Linked DNA regions of Ovis aries: region 1 is linked to region 2. Evidence: chromatin contacts called from public Hi-C data. All regions are on one chromosome and are shown on one strand. The core of a region is the stretch at or near the end of the contact, and the rest is flanking DNA. Distances in the headings are between cores, read along the strand shown.

Region 1 (5,043 bases), core at 747-3,246, 210 kb after region 2:
CAAAGTTGCTATATTCCAGTTTTAGTGCTTATAAGCCCCTTTCTATACTTGTGGTTGGTCACACTTAGTCTTCATGACCGTCCTGAGAGAGGTTTGATAATATCTGTTTGCCTGTTTAATGGAAAAGAAGTTGATGATCAGAGAGATGAAGTGTTTTCCTGAAGTTCTCAGGCTAGCCAAGTTGAGTCTAGAATGCGGATCTTTCGATTTCTAATCAGGAAACCTTCAGTTACCACGTATCGTGTTCTCTCTTTATCCTTAGGAACAGGGGCTTCCAAACTTTTTTGACGACAGTAAGAGACACAGTTTGTACAGTAGGCACATAGGTCTGCAACTGAAACCAAAGCATCAAGGAACAGTACTCATTCTGATTATGTCCATTGTACCCTATTCTGTCCTGGTCCTTAAAGATGTGCTGTTCACAGTCATTAAAAAGATTCACAACCCACCAGTGGATTGAGACATGCAGTTTGGAAAATATTGATCTAGAAGTTTCTCAAACAATCCCCACAGGACATATGCCCAATACAAGTCCATGGTCTCAAATAGATATTATGAACCTCAGGGAATGAAGAGGAAAATAAAATGAATTCAGAAAGTGTCCCCCAACTAGAACATATTGTCTATGGATTAGGCAGTTAACTCTTGGAAATTGTTTGAAATATGATTTTAAAAACTAAAATAGCAGCATTTCAGCTACTGTGTTTCTACCATATTATGTGCATAGTAAGTTGCTTCAGTTATGCCCAACTCCTTGAGACCCCATGGACTGTAGCCTGCCCGGGTCCTCTGTCCATGGGATTCTCCAAGCAAGAATACTGGAGTGGGCTATTTCCTCCTCCTGGGATCTTCCGGACACAGAGATTGAACCTGCAACTCTTAATGTCTGTTTGCATTGGCAGGCGGGTTCTTTACCACTAACGCCACCTGGGAACCACATTGTGAGCACAGCATCTATCGCTCATAATTGTTATTGCCTTTTTATACATCAGTGTCCACCTGCCTAACCTTTGACCTAGAAGGAAGGGGCTGTACTTTAATCTCAGGGCATTGATTGTTGTGCCTGTTGGGTGCTCAATAAGTACTGGTTCACTTGATACACTAAAAGAATGAATCATGAATTGCAACCATCCTACTTTCTTGTTATTCCCACTATTCAAAATAACTTTAAGTTCAAAAGGCAATGACTTGGTCTATGTACAATCCATGCATTAAAAACAAGGACTACTCGGGACTTCTCTGGGGGTCCAGTGGTTAAGACTTCGTGCTCCCAATGCAGGGGGTGCAGGTTCAATTCCTGGTCAAGAACCTATGATCCCACACCAAAAAAAAAAAAAAAAAAAAAAAAAATTAGGGACTACAAGCTTTATCCTTTTGATATTACCCTGGGGAAATCCAGAGTCTGAATGGAGGGAGAAGTCACAAAGAAAGAGGGAGGAACATGGTTCCCAGACTCCTGAAGCGTGGGTCTGTGCCATTCAAATAAATGCCAGTTTGTAATGATTTTTTTTCTTTTCATTTGGTGACTTGACTACCTCCTAATTGAGTTGAAGCCTAAAGGCTTTACATACAAGTCTGGCCAAAGCAACTGAACTGCAATGCGAGAGTATGAATTTTGTCTCGTGGCTATGTTGGAAAGGAAAAGCTGTGATGAGCCTTCCAGCGGGGCACCTTACAAGCACTGGGGAGCTCCCTATGCTGTGAGTCTTTGCCACAGGCCAAGACCACACACTCTGAAGGCCCCAGAGAGAAAGTCTGTGCAGCTGGAAGCAACAGGGCAGACTCCAGGTCTACACGGCTGTCCTGCCTATGGGTTCTCACAGGTGCAAGTGCAGCCTCGCTCCCCAAGGAGTCAAGACCCAGGGTCTCTGGGGACTCACGGGATGCCTGCACAGCTCCAGGACCCTGCCCGATGGACTGGTATGTGAAACAGCAACTCTTCATGCCCCAGCCTTTGGGAGGGACCAGAGATGACATCAATGCCCTGTTTGTTCTCTGGGCAGACAGAGTGTGTGTACCACCAACACCATTACACATGCTGCCTGATGCTAAGAGAGATGCAGGGATGGACGGTGTTGGGTCAGTGCCATCTCTTTGTTTTTCTCTTTGAAATGAACTGGGAAAATAGGTTGTACTGCAGTCCACAGGGTTTTCTTTGGATTTTTGTTTGTGAGTAGTCATTAATAATGAAGCTACCAATTGCAAACTAAAAAACTAAAATATATTTTTAAAGTCTATTTACGTGGAGATTTAAAAATAATGTTACAACGTTTTCCAGATATTGCAGTAGTATTTATTTATTCTATGAAACAGAAATGCTTTTTAAAATTGTGAGTGAACATAATCACTTATATGTATCTGAAGAGAATGAAAAGAACATGAGCTTTCGGTTAGGCAGACCTGGGTTTGAAAGGCAGCGCTGGCCCTTTCTAACCTGCATGTGTGTGTGTTAAGCTGCTTCAGTCATTTTCGACTCTGCGCAACCCTGTGGACTGTAGCTGGCTCCTTTGTCCATGGCATTCTCCAGGCGAGAATGTTGGAGGGTATTGCCATTTCCTTCTCCAGGGGATCTTCGGGACCCAGGGATCGACCCCACCTCTCTTAGGTCTCTTGTGTTGGTGGGTTCTTCCCTGGTGGCTCAGACAGTAAAGCGTCTGTCTGCAATGCAGGAGACCCGTGTTCGATCCCTGGGTTGGGAAGATCCCCTGGAGAAGGAGATGGCAGCCCACTCCAGTATTCTTGCCTGGAAAATCCCACGGATAGAGCCTGGTAGGCTACCGTCCATGGGGTCACAAAGAGTCGGACACGATTGAGCGAGTTCACTTTCACTTTCACTTTACCACTAGTGCCACCTGGGAAGCCTTCTAACCTGCACGGCAGGGGTTAAATATATAACTTCCCTGGTCCTCAATCTCCTATCAAGACAGGAAAACAAACCATACAGGATTGCTGTGAGGATTAAATACAAGTGCAGTCAAATTAATTTATTAAATCAGCTAGATCTATTTTTTCACTTCTAATTTAATAAATACATAATTTGGGGCATGTAAATACTACGTATGTTTACATTTTAGCTTTCATGTATATTTCACATCTAGTTTTATAAACGTAAGTCAAAATCTTCTTTCCCACAACCCTTTAAGAGTCTGTGAAGCAGAAAAGAGAAAAACATAATTTTATTTTACAGATGAAAAAGTTAATTCCCACGAAGAGAGTGAGTTAACCAAACCAAGCCTGAAGTCCGATTTTTTGACTTCCAAATACTGGTAAAGTCCCAGGTGAAAGTGTTGTGAAAGCGTTAGTTGCTCAGTCCTATCCAAGTCTGCGACCCCAGGGACTATGTACAGCCTGCCAGTCTCCTCTGTCCATGGGATTCTCCAGGCAAGAGTACTGCAGTGGGTTGCCATTTCCTTCTCCAAGAATACTGGAGTGGGTTGCATTTCCTTCTCCAGGGGATCTTCCCCACCCAGAGATCGAACCCCAATCTCTTGCATTGCAGGCAGATTCTTTCCTAGGTTACCTGCTGTTACCAGTGCAGCGATTTACAACCAGAGGAGAGGACGGGGTGAGATTAGGAGTAGGGTGGGGATGCGTACTTGGAAGAAATACAGTAATACTTTAATCATTTCTATTTGTCTTTAATTGTGACCCTTAATTTATCTGAAGACTTCAAAGGATATTAGAGGCGAACACGGGCTGTTTCTGTCTATCTGAAGGGGCGTTGGTTGGAGAAGTGCCAAAATCACCACCCTAGGAAGCCGGTTCCCCCCAAATGAAACCTGAAACCAACCTTTCGTTTCCTGGGGATGGGCTCATCAAAGAGCAGGTTGCCGGCCTCTGCCTCGTCGATGCCATCGTCTGGGGGCGCGGGGCTGCGGAAGGGCTTGAAGCTGTCGGCGGACAGCGGCGGCGACGGCGTGGACGGGTTGGACTGGTCGCTGGGGGCACTCCAGCTCCAGTAGCCGCTGCTGCTGGTGCTGGAAGGCACGCCGCCCCCCTCCTTCCAGGATCCGCTCAGGCCCTCTGTCGGAGCACACAAGCACAGCGTCAGCGCCCAGTCCCGGGCTCCCGGGGCACCCAGGCCGGGGTCAGAGGGGCAGTGACCGCCGAGATTCCCTGCTGGTGAAAGCACCTGTAGCCAACTTAGTAATTTGCAACAGCTCAGTATGTACGTTGTACTCTATTTATACTTTCAAAAAAGTTGCATGATAGTTTGTTTATAAACATCTGTTTTAGCCATATATGCGTGCGCGCTAAGTCGCTTCTGTCCTGTGGACTGTAGCCCACCATGCTCCTCTGTCCATGAGATTCTCCCGGCAAGAATACTAAAGTGGGTTCCTATGCTCCCCTCAGGACAGGCCTTTTCTAAGAGTTTTCTGATGGATGTTGCTTTACGCAAAACTAGTTCTTTAGGATGATAGTGGAGAATACATGAAAACAAGGAGGAAAAAAAAGATGTTATGGTTCACTAAGTTTAGGAAGTTTAGGTGTTTATGGACTATGTTACTAAGGGAGTAATGATTTGCGGCATTTCTCCAAACCCCATCCCCACATTTTAACATTTTAAAAGGAATTTCTTACAGGGCTGTAATCTTTGGAATACATTTATAGAGTCGATGTAAGATTTAAGAACCTAAGAGAGAGAATTTCTGATGACCTGAAGTCATTTGCCATCCAGCTTATTATAACAAATAATTGTGCCTTACATTTGGTGTACGTTTTACATCTTACAAGGGCTTCCTGGTAGCTCAGCTGGTGAAGAATCTGCCTGCAATGCAGGTGACCCCAGTTAGAGTCCTGGGTTGGGAAGATCCCCGAGAGAAGGGATTGGCTATCCACTCCAGTATTCTGACCTGGAGAGTTCCATGGACAGAGGAGCCTGGTGGGCTATAGTCCATGTGATTGAAGAGTCGACACAACTGAGCAACTTTCACTTTCATTTCACTTACATCTTACAAAGCTTATACACACAATCCGATGCATTCTCATAATATCTGTCTTTCAGAGCAAGGATTACCATGCTCATTTTACAGATGAGGTCCC
Region 2 (4,761 bases), core at 2,142-4,641:
GTTACTTAAAGTTCCCTTGCTCGGGGTATTCTGAAACATCTGTGGATTACTATCCTCTTGAACTTTCTTTCTGATCCGATCTTCCTTCAGGGTTAAGAAGAAGACAACTGAATATATATTTATACATATATAACGATAAAAATATACACACACTCATACATCATACACTCACACTGTTTGGCTGTGAGGAGGTCAGTGGCCCTAGTATTTAAGTCATTTATTTGAATCAAGTGTTGTTCATCCCTAATCAGTGCACACGTAACCAAATCTCCAGACAGAAGATGACGTGAATTTTCCAAAACAGAAGGTAAGCTACATGTCTGAGAAAAATAAACTTTGGATACAACTAAAAACTTAATTTTTGGCAATTCTGATGCTACCAGAATCAGCCAAAAACAAACAAACAAACAAACCTAGCATACTAGCACAAATATATATTGCCTGTTATGTACTAGGCAAATAAGATGAAAAAACAACAACAAAGATATGAGTTTAACAGTTTGGGAATGGAAAAAAATCTTTAAAGCCGAAAAAAAAATTCTTAAGAACACTTACTTCCCATCACCTTAACCCTGGATAAGCAATTAACTTCAGTAACTCTTCCCTCTTTTTCTGGAGAAGGGAGTGAGAGTTAAAACTGAATAAATACTGTATTTATTTGCAAAGTGCCTGGAATTTTAAAAAATGCATTAAGGACAAAGCACAGCATTATTATAACATTCTTCCATATAGTACATAATACATATAGCCAACTGGGCAGAACCCTCTCATTTCTCCAACATACAAATTAGGTCATCAGAGATTCCACTGTCCTAAGTTTTCCAACAACTAAAACGAAGCAGGACAATTTTTTTTTTTAATCCACAAACTGTACCAATCTAAGGACTTATATTGCAGTTTCAGGCTGTTTATCATTGGTGGCCAGGTGACAACATGGATATGTAGCAATCTGATCATTACTAACTAAATAATTAAAAGCCAAAATCTCTTTGTGGCAGGTTAGTACTATCATTCTTTACATTAAAATTACATTTCATCTATAAGGTAGAACTAACATTTTTTGTTTGACATACAACACAGTTCATTTATTACAGATACTAAAATTACAGTGAATTAAGTAAAAGTTGATATGAATAAATCTATACAATATACAAACTACACAATATATGGATATGGCTGTGCATGGGTTTAGTCTATTCAAAAATCTTAAGGCAAATAGTATTTTATAATATGTCTGGGATAATCTGTTTTTTTAATCTTGAAAAAAATACCATATTCAAAGTTTTAAATACTGTTTATTTTAAAAATAGAAATTACTGAAGAGAACAGAATCATTAAACTAGAGAGCCTAAATATTGTAACACGTTGTAACACACACTCTTTATTAAATCATATAACGTTCCATTAACATATAACGTAAAAGATTAAAGCCTCTAACACATGATAATCTATAACCGTAGAGTTGTGTTTTTCCCATTTTTCCCCATGCACATCCTGACATACATTAATGTAAAAAGTAACATGTCCTTTTTTTCCTCCTCAATAATTATCTTGAACGTATTTTGAATGTTTGTGATTAACCTTTTAATACTGTTTTATTTAGTCCTCTTAATATATTTATTAAAACAGTAAAAAGCTCCTCCATAGTTTGAGAATATCTTTCTTTAATCTGAAATGTTTGAATAAAAATGATTTAAGATTTGTTTCACATTACTTTTAACTTGTTTTTAAAAGTTTATTTCAGGTTTCAAAGAGTAAAATGAATCTCAACACTTTAGAATTTGCTAAATTTAGCACATTAAAAAATACTTTAAAATACGAGTATAAGGGCTCCAAATTGGAAAATCTTTTTCTGAACAAGTTGACTACGATTATTATTGTAAGAGTTTCATTTCCAGCTCCATCTGTTTTTCTAATCACTCTAAATTCCATGTGCAGTGTCAACAGTTAAAAAAAAAAAAAGAACAACCCAAAGTCTTAAAAATCAATCCTTGTCTTAACACACACGCTCTTCGGAGTCGCACGCAGCGTCTGTGTGAGCCGACTCCTCCCCACTCTTGGGGAAAACCCTGCCTAATATTTATAACGTTATGACATACTGTAATACTCACAAGGTGGTTGTAGAAGTATAAACACGACTGGAGCTATCTGATTGGCTGCTGGTGATGTAACACCCATGTCAATACTTCCCACTGAACGCACGTGTTCGACCTTTTATTTAAATTTCCATTTCATCACAGCAATAAGACACTCGGGGCGGTGCATTTTCTGTGAAATGATTATCGCCCAGAGCTGCTGCATCGAATACACAATGCAGCAGACGAGGAGGTGCCCCCGGTTGTAACCTCCTCGCCCGAAAGGTACAGCCTGGTCCAGTCTTTGTGAAGGAACAAAAATAAGTTCACTTCCTCGGGCACCGTTACCCCCCGCCCCCACCCACCCCACCTCAGCAAATGACAAGGCTGGAGAGCAGCTCCCACCGTACAGTTATTTCTCAAAGTCCCAGGTGAACTCGTGGCGAAGGAAGGAAAATGTGCGTCCCGGGCGCGGGTAGGTGCGTGCGGGCAGCGGGGAGGCGGCCAGACCTGACACTCGCCAGCTGTTTGTCCTCCGCGGAGCCCGGCCCCGGCTGCACACGCCCGCCCCCTCCCCGAGACCCCCCAGCCCGCCGCCCGGCCTTTTGTCCCCCGCCCCTCGGCCGACTTCCTTCCCCCGCGGCCGCACCCCCGCCCCCAGGCCGGAGGCGCGGCCCGGCCCCTTTCCCGGTCCCCAGGCGCCCCCACCCCACCCCAGCCCAGCCCCAAGCCCAGCCCCCTCCCCCCGCCCGGCCCCCACCCTTTCCCCCTCCAGCGGTTACTGCTACCCCGGTGCATTGTGGGCGCACGGTCCGTTGTTCATTTGCCATTCGACCTCCGCCAGGGCCTGGTCGGACGGAAACGCTCCGCCGGCTTTATTGTCGGTTCGTTATGTGGCGGAGCCCGGCAGTTTAACGTGCCTCTCGCCCTCAGCGCTTCGGAAGCCGGCAGCCGCGTCGGGACTCCTCGGCGCGCCGGAGGAAGGATATCTTGTTTGGAGGGTCGGTGTGTGCGCGCGGCTTTAAAGAGGGGGCAGCGGAGGGTCTCCCCGCACTCCGCCTCTCAACTTCGAAGGCCCCACGCGCGCCGGCTCGCTGCTCACCTCTCCGCCGCCCGCCCCCCCCTTCTCCGCGCGGGACGCTGCCCGGAGCGCCGCGGGGCGGGGGTGGAGGACGAGGAGGCGGCGGCCCGGCGGGCGGCGGCGGCGGCGGCGGCGGACGCGTGAGGCAGCCCCGGGGAGCGAGCGCGAGCCGGGCGGGAGGGCGAGGCCGAGCCCCGCGAGACCGGAACGCCCGCGGTGGGGGCGGGAGCGAAGCGGAGGGGGAGCGGCGGGGAGCGCGCGGGACGCGGCCCGAGGCCGGGCGCGAGCCGGGGCACCGGGCGGCGGCGGCGGCGCGCGCCATGTCGTTCAGTGAAATGAACCGCAGGACGCTGGCGTTCCGAGGAGGCGGGTTGGTCACCGCCAGCGGCGGCGGCGGCTCCGCGAACAATAACGTTGGCGGGGAGGCCTCGGCTTGGCCCCAGCAGCCCCAGCCAAGACAGCCCCCGCCGCCAGCGCCGCAGCCGCTCAATGGGCGGGGGGCCGACGAGGAAGTGGAATTGGAGGGCCTGGAGCCCCAAGACCTGGAGGCCTCCGCCGGGGCTGCCGCCGCCGCCGAGGAAACCAAGGAGTTGCTGCTCCCCCAAGACGCGGGCGGCCCCACCTCGCTGGGCGGCGGTGGCGCCGGGGGCCCCCTGCTAGCGGAAAGGAACCGTCGGACTCTGGCCTTTCGAGGCGGCGGCGGCGGGGGGCTCGGCAACAATGGCAGTAGCCGCGGCCGCCCCGAGACCTCGGCATGGCCCCTGAGGCATTTCAATGGGCGAGGGCCGGCGGCCGTGGAGCTGGAGCTGGACGCGCTGGAGGGGAAGGAGTTGATGCCGGACGGCGCGTCCCTGAGCGACAGCACCGAGGACGAAGAGGAGGGGGCGAGCCTGGGCGACGGCAGCGGGGCGGAAGGAGGCAGCTGCAGCAGCAGCAGGCGGTCGGGCGGCGATGGCGGGGACGAAGCGGAGGGCAGCGGTGTGGGAGCTGGAGAAGGAGAGACTGTCCAGCACTTCCCGCTCGCGCGGCCCAAGTCCCTAATGCAGAAGCTCCACTGCTCTTTCCAGACCTCCTGGCTCAAAGATTTTCCCTGGCTGCGCTATTCCAAGGATACTGGCCTTATGTCTTGCGGCTGGTGCCAAAAGCCCCCCGAGGACGGAGGAAGCGGGGATCTGCCCCCAGTGGGGCACGACGAGCTTTCGCGAGGGACCCGCAACTACAAGAAAACCCTCCTTCTGAGGCACCACGTCTCTACCGAGCACAAACTCCACGAAGCCAACGCCCAGGTACGATATATGTTGCTCCTGCTTTTTCAGATCTTTGGGGGAAAGGTTTATCAGCTAAAACTCACTCTACTGGGTGAAGACATCTTTCCTGTTAGGAGAGAGGTGTAGGGAATTTAGGCGTGGGGGGTTCGAAAGCCTGGGAATAAGTTTTCAAAAGTTAACCGGGGGAGTTGGGGGGAGGGGGAGGAATGACAATTTTCTAATCATAGCACTGAATTTGATTTAATTTTTTTCATGACTCAGATTTCTTTGCCCGTCAGATTGAATCAGAAGGAAAGTTTAATAAGCGAGGTTGAAGGTTTTAACCCTGTAAGGTTGG

The links. A called contact is a pair of places that touch in the nucleus more often than the background predicts.
Region 1: a contact with region 2 is called in a Hi-C map of hypothalamus, with 3 times the contacts expected there. The contact joins the enhancer-like site here to the promoter of ZBTB10 in region 2. A contact is called at or near these places in 4 of 16 Hi-C or Micro-C datasets (hypothalamus, liver and tail adipose tissue).

Annotation. Positions count from the first base shown.
Region 1 is chr9:56,956,510-56,961,552 of ARS-UI_Ramb_v3.0, forward strand. It overlaps ZNF704 (zinc finger protein 704), which reads right to left. Exons shown (of 9, transcript XM_027973082.3): 4 at 3,791-4,023. Among named protein-coding and RNA genes, the nearest start is that of ZNF704, 210 kb to the right of the region's middle. Within about 2 kb of position 1,997, at least 9 of the 54 cell types and tissues checked have an H3K27ac peak or open chromatin away from gene starts, as enhancers often do. A contact at or near this core is called in hypothalamus, where this site is marked.
Region 2 is chr9:56,747,130-56,751,890 of ARS-UI_Ramb_v3.0, forward strand. It overlaps ZBTB10 (zinc finger and BTB domain containing 10), which reads left to right and starts at 3,392. Exons shown (of 6, transcript XM_004011759.6): 1 at 3,392-4,442. The coding sequence starts at 3,477.